2 separate regions of the Mus musculus genome follow, and region 2 is linked to region 1. A link is a contact called in public Hi-C data. All regions are on one chromosome and are shown on one strand. Each heading gives the region's core, a stretch centred on a gene start, on an enhancer-like site or on the middle of the called end of the contact. The rest is flanking DNA. Distances are from core to core; before and after follow the strand shown.

The links. A called contact is a pair of places that touch in the nucleus more often than the background predicts.
Region 2: a contact with region 1 is called in a Hi-C map of cerebellar granule neurons, with 1.7 times the contacts expected there. The contact joins two enhancer-like sites. A contact is called at or near these places in 12 of 484 Hi-C or Micro-C datasets (the C2C12 cell line, the G1E-ER4 cell line, the HPC-7 cell line and 6 more), 6 of 115 datasets of contacts at active chromatin or transcription factors (DN3 thymocytes, the HPC-7 cell line, the SCID.adh cell line and 3 more) and 1 of 9 other capture datasets (embryonic stem cells).

The regions. Positions count from the first base shown.
Region 1 is chr10:24,963,608-24,967,063 of GRCm38.p6, reverse strand. No RefSeq gene overlaps it. Among named protein-coding and RNA genes, the nearest start is that of Gm36228, 5.4 kb to the right of the region's middle. Within about 2 kb of position 1,588, at least 11 of the 459 cell types and tissues checked have an H3K27ac peak or open chromatin away from gene starts, as enhancers often do. A contact at or near this core is called in the SCID.adh cell line and cerebellar granule neurons, where this site is marked.
Region 2 is chr10:25,110,270-25,113,725 of GRCm38.p6, reverse strand. The region is part of intron 1 of Gm51762 (a long non-coding RNA gene); the gene reads right to left. Among named protein-coding and RNA genes, the nearest start is that of Gm51762, 24 kb to the right of the region's middle. Within about 2 kb of position 1,880, at least 54 of the 459 cell types and tissues checked have an H3K27ac peak or open chromatin away from gene starts, as enhancers often do. A contact at or near this core is called in the SCID.adh cell line and cerebellar granule neurons, where this site is marked.

The DNA of each region.
Region 1 (3,456 bases), core at 339-2,838:
GCTGTTCAGTGGCAGGCCCAACTTGGGGTCCATCTCATGAGGGACACTAAGGCCTGACACTATTACTGAAGCTATGATGTGCTTACAGACAGGAACCTAGTGTGGCTGTCGTCTGAGAGGCCCTACCACCAGCTGACTGAGAAAGATGCAGATACTTACACCCAATCATGGAACTGAAGTCGGGGACCACATGGTTGAATTAGGAGAAGGGTTAAAGAAGCTGAAGGGGAGGGTGACCCCATAGGAACACCAGCAATCTCAACCATCCCAGACCCCAGGGAGCTTCCAGAGACTGAACTACCAACCAGGAACATACACAAGCTGGTCAGAGGCCCCTGGCACATATATAGCAGAGGACTGCCTGGTCTGGCCTCAGTGGGAGAAGAGAGACTTGTGGCGCCAGGGAAGGGAGAGGCTTGGTGGGAGAGAAAGTAACTTCTCAGAGGCAAGGGAGAGGAGGAATGAGATGAGGAACTGTGTAAGGGGGACTAGGAGGGGAGGCAATGACTGGAGTGTAAATAAATAAAAAATTAGAACACACACACAGAGAGTAAGGCAGCATTCATTGTGGCCCACATTTTGCAGCCATGTAGTCCATCACGGCAAGCTGTCAGGGATATGAAGTGGCTGTCACATTCCACACAGTCAGGAAGCAGAGAAGGATGAGGGCTCAGTACATTTTCTCCCCATCCCTGTTGATTCAGTGAGGATATCAGCACGATGCCACCCACGTTCAGGGTGAGCCTTCCCTCTTCAGTAAAACCTGTAAACCAGTATAAAAAAAAAAAATAGACCATCTGAGACAGCCCTGAGGTGGGTGTCACAGCAGATTCTAGACGTAGCAAGTTGACTGTGGATATGAACCATCACAACCCGACAACTCGTCATTGTCTTGCCCGTCCACAGCAGATCGCCTTCATCCACCTGCCACAGAAGTCATCTTCCGTCCCGAGACCCTCTCTGCACAGCAGCCTGAGAAACTCTGCTAAGCACAACCCTGCTGCTTGTCCTGAACAGATGACAGCTCTCTCCTCCCACGCACCATTGCCTTCTTTTGTCTGCTGCTCCATTTGTATTGATTCTCAACTCCCTGTCCCCACCTTTGTACAGCATCCCTTTCAGTTCAGTGTCCTCAAATCACTAATTTGTGCTTTTATTTGGTCTGGACCCGACCAAGGCAAAAATAGATAAATTACCCATGCCATCCTACTATAACCTGGATGTGGATGGGGATAGCTTTAAATCAAGACTTGGTGCTCAGTGGAACATGTAGTCACTGTCCTAAGAGATGGAAATGATTGAGCTAGTAATTACCGTCTCTGATGGTATCAGAACAGTTCGTTCTGTTGTGGTTTTTGGATCTTTGCAGGTTCCAAGTGTGAACTAAATTAGCAACATACAGAAGAACCTTGTGCAGTGCTTGGGGCCCTATAAGGTTCAGTAATATTTGTTTTGTTTAAAAGGAAAAACGAAAGGGTCAGAAGGGGGTTTCTGAAGCAGAGATTTTTTGCTACTGCAGTAGTTCTCAAGCCCGCTGTGCTCTGCAAACCCAATATTACCTCCAATCTGCTATATTGTGATGGAAATTGCACAGCAGAAGGCAGATCTGGACGGCAAAGATATGGGAAATTATTTAACACAGCAAGAGGAGCCCCTGTCGACGGTAGCATCCCTCCTGGTTGTGTCAGCAATCTTTCTCATCAGGAACGCTTTCTACAAGCTTTGCAAAGGCTCAAGGCTGAGTTAGGCACAAAGGTTAGCAGAGGTGTGCTTGCCCAGTGCTCACAAGGCCTGGATTGGATCCCAGAGGACAGTATCGTGGTGTCCAGAGAGAGAGTGAATAGGAAGTGGGGACTTGACTTGTGAATCAGCACAGTACGGAAACAAAGGTGACCAGTCCTGCACTTGATGAAGCTCCTGCTTTTGGCACCTTGTAGATGAAGCAGAATTTTCTGCAGAATTTTAAGTTCAGAGGACTACAAACTGGTTTATCAGCTCTATTTAGGAAGCTCTGAGAAAGGAGATAGTTAAAAAATAATGACTGTGAGTTGTTCCTTGCTGTTTAGAATTCTGCTTTTAATTAACAAAGAATACACTATAAAATCTGTTCTGGGAAGCTGGAGAGATGGCTCAGCGGGTAAGAGCACTGACTGCTCTTCTGAAGGTCCTGAGTTCAAATCCCAGCAACCACATGGTGGCGTACAACCATCTCTAACAAGATCTGACTCCCTCTTCTGGAGTGTCTGAAGACAGCTATAGTGTACTTACATATAATTAATAAATAAATAAATAAATAAATAAATAAATCTTAAAAAAAAAAAAGATCCGTTCTGAGAAAATAATATTATTGAATTTGGCCGGGCGGTGGTGGTGCATGCCTTTAATCTCAGCACTTGGGAGGCAGAGGCAGGCGGATTTCTGAGTTCAAGGCCATATATATATATATATATATATATATATATATATACATATATATAATTGGATTTGATTGCTTGCAGAAGTGTTAAAGACACATAGTTTCAAAATGGACAGAAAATAGTTTTTCTGTAGTCAAATTCATATTTTCCAAACAGTCATAATATGTAGTTTGAGAGCAGCCTTAAGATTTATTTATGTATTTTACGTATATGGGTACTTTGTATGTACATCTGCACACCAGAAGATAGTGTCAGACAGTTAAGTGCTGACTTGTGGATTCCCAGAGTTGAACTCAAGACCTTTGGAGGAGCAATTTGTGCTCTTAACCACTGAGCCATCTCTCCAGACCCCCAAATACACCTTAAATACAGGGTTGCTCTATTAGGACTCTGTGTGGTCCACTTTTCTGAACAGTATTGTTAGCTAAATGTATGGAACCTCTAATGATCACATAAAAATAAATCAAACAAACAAAAAAACAAAAAGAGGTGGAGATTCTCTGGATAGCTTATTAAAAACTGCTTCTGCAGCTACAGAGCACTGGCTGCTCCTTCAGAGGATGATTCCCGGTGCTTTCATTCAGCTTACAACTGTAGCTCCAGTTCCAGAGGCTCCAATGCTCTCTTCTGGCCTTCAAGGGCACTAGGCATGCAAGCGGTACACAGACGTCCATACAGCAAAACACCTCTACACAGACACATACACACAACAAGACAATTCTGCCTAATACGACAAGTTACAGTACGATATTGCACCCTCCGCAGAGCTGAAATGAACACAAGAAAATGAGTATGGCTTTGAACACCCTACGAACGCTAAGTGCACGCTGCATTTAACTGTTCTACATGGCTCTCGCAGAGCAGCCCCCAAGGGTTGGTGAGAATAACTGTAGGGCATGAGTGGGGTGGTCCAGGGAGGCACCAAGAGGAGATGAGTGAAAGCAACAAATCATCCAACAGGACGGGCAGCCGACATTTCAATAAACCAATTAAAACAGAATGTAAGGAGGCTGAGAGAGGCCAAAAGCAAGACAGCCTG
Region 2 (3,456 bases), core at 631-3,130, 150 kb before region 1:
CTCTGCCCAGGGCTCTGTCCTCAGAGCGGCACTCCAGCGCCTGCAGTCAGTTTCTGCTGGATAACTGAAAGTGCCTGGTTGATGACATCACCTTTCTAGTGTCATATTTTTCCTTGGAAGCCTTACCCAAGTGGGCACCGCTGCATCTGGGACTCTGGACTGGGAACTACAGTTCTGCCTTCCCCAGGGTATCTTCTGGGTTTTTATGTGTTCCTTGGCTCTACTAGACACTCTTTCATTTGCTCTCTCAATAGGGTTAGTCCAGCAGTCTGGACGGGATATTTTGAGCACCTTGTTTGGTGACAGTTTGCTATCTGTCTGCCATTTCTCTCTGCGATTTGATGTTTATTTATTTATTTATTTACTTTGGCTTACTATATAATTAATCAGCCTACTCATTCAAAATTGAAAGCACTGCTGTCCAAGGTGCTCTCCAGACTCTACAGAATAGGTGGGGTAGACAATAGAACAGAAGAGGAACACACACTAGCAATTTCTGGTGCTGTTTCTGTAATTCAAGTGCTTGCTTCTATCTTTTCCAGTTTACCTGCTCTATAATGATAGGTCCATCTTGTAGGATAGCGTTCACAGAGAGAACACGGTAGAGGCTACAGACCTAAGAGAAGGATGGACGTCAAATTGTCATAGGTCTAGGTCAGCTACCTACAGATATTGAACTGCAGAAGGAAAGTGTGTCCTCCAGGCTGAGCCCAAACCAAGCCAGCAGGGAGCCGATGAGCTGATGCCAAGCAGAGGAGAAGGCTGGAAAGAGTCTGTTGTAGCAGACCCAGGCACAGAGTCAAATACTGGGGATTGTTCTGTGCTGTGGTGGACCTGCTGGGAGTATTAAAATTTATGCAAAATACTAAATACAATGTGAAGGTACCCATTACTGAAGATCAAATTTTTATCCTAATATAGTTTTGTACACAAACAACAAGCTTAAATTTCCATTGAGCTTTTTTTCCTGCTCAGTGTCTTTCCATCCTAAGCTTTCATTTAAAAAAATCCTTTGTATCCGCTCAGCCTTGCCGGCTGTGGTTTCCAGCGGGCGCAATGCAAAGACTTAATAAATAACCATTATGGAACTAATTGTTTCGTTCAGCATGCATGAGAAATTCATCAATTCGAATTTAATTTGAGGAGTGTAATGAATTCAAGAGCTCATTCCCAGCACCGTTGTGTAGATAAGATTAAAAAGTGATAGTCTATAAATGTGATGTTTTAAGGGTATATTGTACTGTTGGTTAGAAAATGTCCCCGAAACAACTTGACCCTGATAAGAAATTTCCAGAGATTGCTTTTTTTTTTTTTTTTAAAAAGGTCATACTTGCAGAAGAAATTTAGAAACGGGGTCTTTGCTCTAAGATTAGTACATGGGGGTGGGGGGAGTGATGGCAGTAGGTATTTGACCAGGGGCTCAGAAACCCCAGCGGTGTTTGCAATTCCATTCAGAGGTCTTATCTTCAATCACAGGCTGCTTAGTTCTCATGAGTTGTATTTGTAAAGCTCGTGGCTCATCTACTCAGCAAGATGGATGATAAGATTATTTTTGCCTTCTTGGCTATGTGATGCTGGACTCTGATCCAATGAAGTACTCTGCTATGGCAAAATGCCTTCCCTTTGCCAATGCAGAAGGAAAAAAAAATCCTATTAAATGGCAAGTTATAAAAATCTCGGAATGGCTCCCAGCTGAAATACTGTTTGTATTCTCCTAGATAGAGTCTCCCTTTGAAGTCATTGCTATTTCAAAGGAGATTGTAGGCACTTAAAAAAAAAATCTAGGTCATTCCTCACAAATTCCAGAAAGGAAACTGTGATAGACAAAGGCCCGAGGACCCATCTGGAGCTGTGTGGGAACTGATGAGGTTGTAAATAAAACCAGCGGGGAGTCTGGTGCAGCCTTGCAAGCACTCTGACCTCAGAGCCAAGAGGACCACGCGCTCAGAGCTGGGCGTGCAGAAATACAGCTGAGCAGGTGATGTCCCTGTGAGTCCCTAATGAGAATGCCAATTGTACTCATGTAACAATGGGGATCTGGTGGGTGATGAGGGACGGACCGACAATTGACCATTCTTAGCATTCTTTTTTTGTTTTTTTGTTTTTTGTTTTTTTTTTAAGACTGACTAGTTTTTAGGACAAAAGATTGTTGATAATACACCGGTTGGTAAATTATTTAAGTGGCAGGAAGTGCCTAGCTTTCTGATATTGTACATGCATATGTGCACCAAATTGGAGGCTGTGTGTATGTGTGTTCAATCGTGTACTCGTGTGTGTAAAGTGCACCTGCACATGTGTACATGCCTGTATGTGTAGAACCCAGAGGGTAACATTGGCTGTGTTCCTGGTTTGTCCTTCATGTTACTTTTTTGGGCACGCACTCTCACTGACCCTGGGGCTCACAAATTCCTCTAAACAGTCTGCCCAGCAGGTTTCAAGGACCCTCCTGATCTCTGCGATCTCTGCGCGTGCTGGGATTGCAGGTGAGGGCTGAGAGCTGGGGTTAAAAGTCTGCTAGGGATCTGAGCTCAGGTTCTGGCACAGTCTTTACTTAGGTATGTTTTCATCCGTTCTTCTTTGGTCCTTTTACTTTCCTCTGCTCTTTCTATTTCTTGTTTCTTTTCTTTTTTTGTGACAGGGACTCATGTAGCCCAGGCTGGCCTTGAACTTAATACATAGCTGAAAATGTAGAACTTCCCCTCCTCCTGCCTCCATCTCCCAGGTGCTCAGATTGCAGGCAAGGATTATGTATATATCTGGTTTATGTGCGACTGGGGAAAATGTGCAGCCAGCACTCTGCCAAGTGCTGCATCACAAGCCTCCACTCTTTCATATATTTTAAGAACTTTATAGTAAGTATGATGGTGGTGAGCACAGGATATCAGGTAGAAATATAGAGAGACGCTGGGGCTGTGTCTAGTTTTTACCTTTACTGTGACGATTTGAGTGGCAGGAAGTGCTTAGCTTTTTGTGTGGCCTTGAAAGAACCGCTTCACCCTCCGTGTCTCTGTTTGTTGGTAGAAGCAGTTTATGGGAAAACAGAAGCAAAATGCTATCACACTCTAATTAACAATGGATTTTTAATGTTATAGGGCCACACACTTCAAAGGAGATACTATACCAAAAAAAAAAAAAAAAAAAGTCTCGAGTGTTGTATTGTTGACTTTTGTTGCCTGGTGCTTTAGTGCTTTTTGGTGATTGTGGAAGAGTGTGATGAACTCATTCCTACTACTTAAACGTGTCTTTCTATTGGCCAGAGAAATGGTTGTCCGTATGCACCTCTAGATGATAATCCAGCCAGCTACAACAAATGGTCTAGAGATGGCATTTCTTCAGTCTGTGCAGGGAGAATTCTGATGAGATGGGCCATAGGTTTACTTGGTCCCACATGCTTCTTAGAGAAGAACCAGATACCATTAGCAAAAGAAAGAAGGGATACAGGTGTTCAAAGTCAGG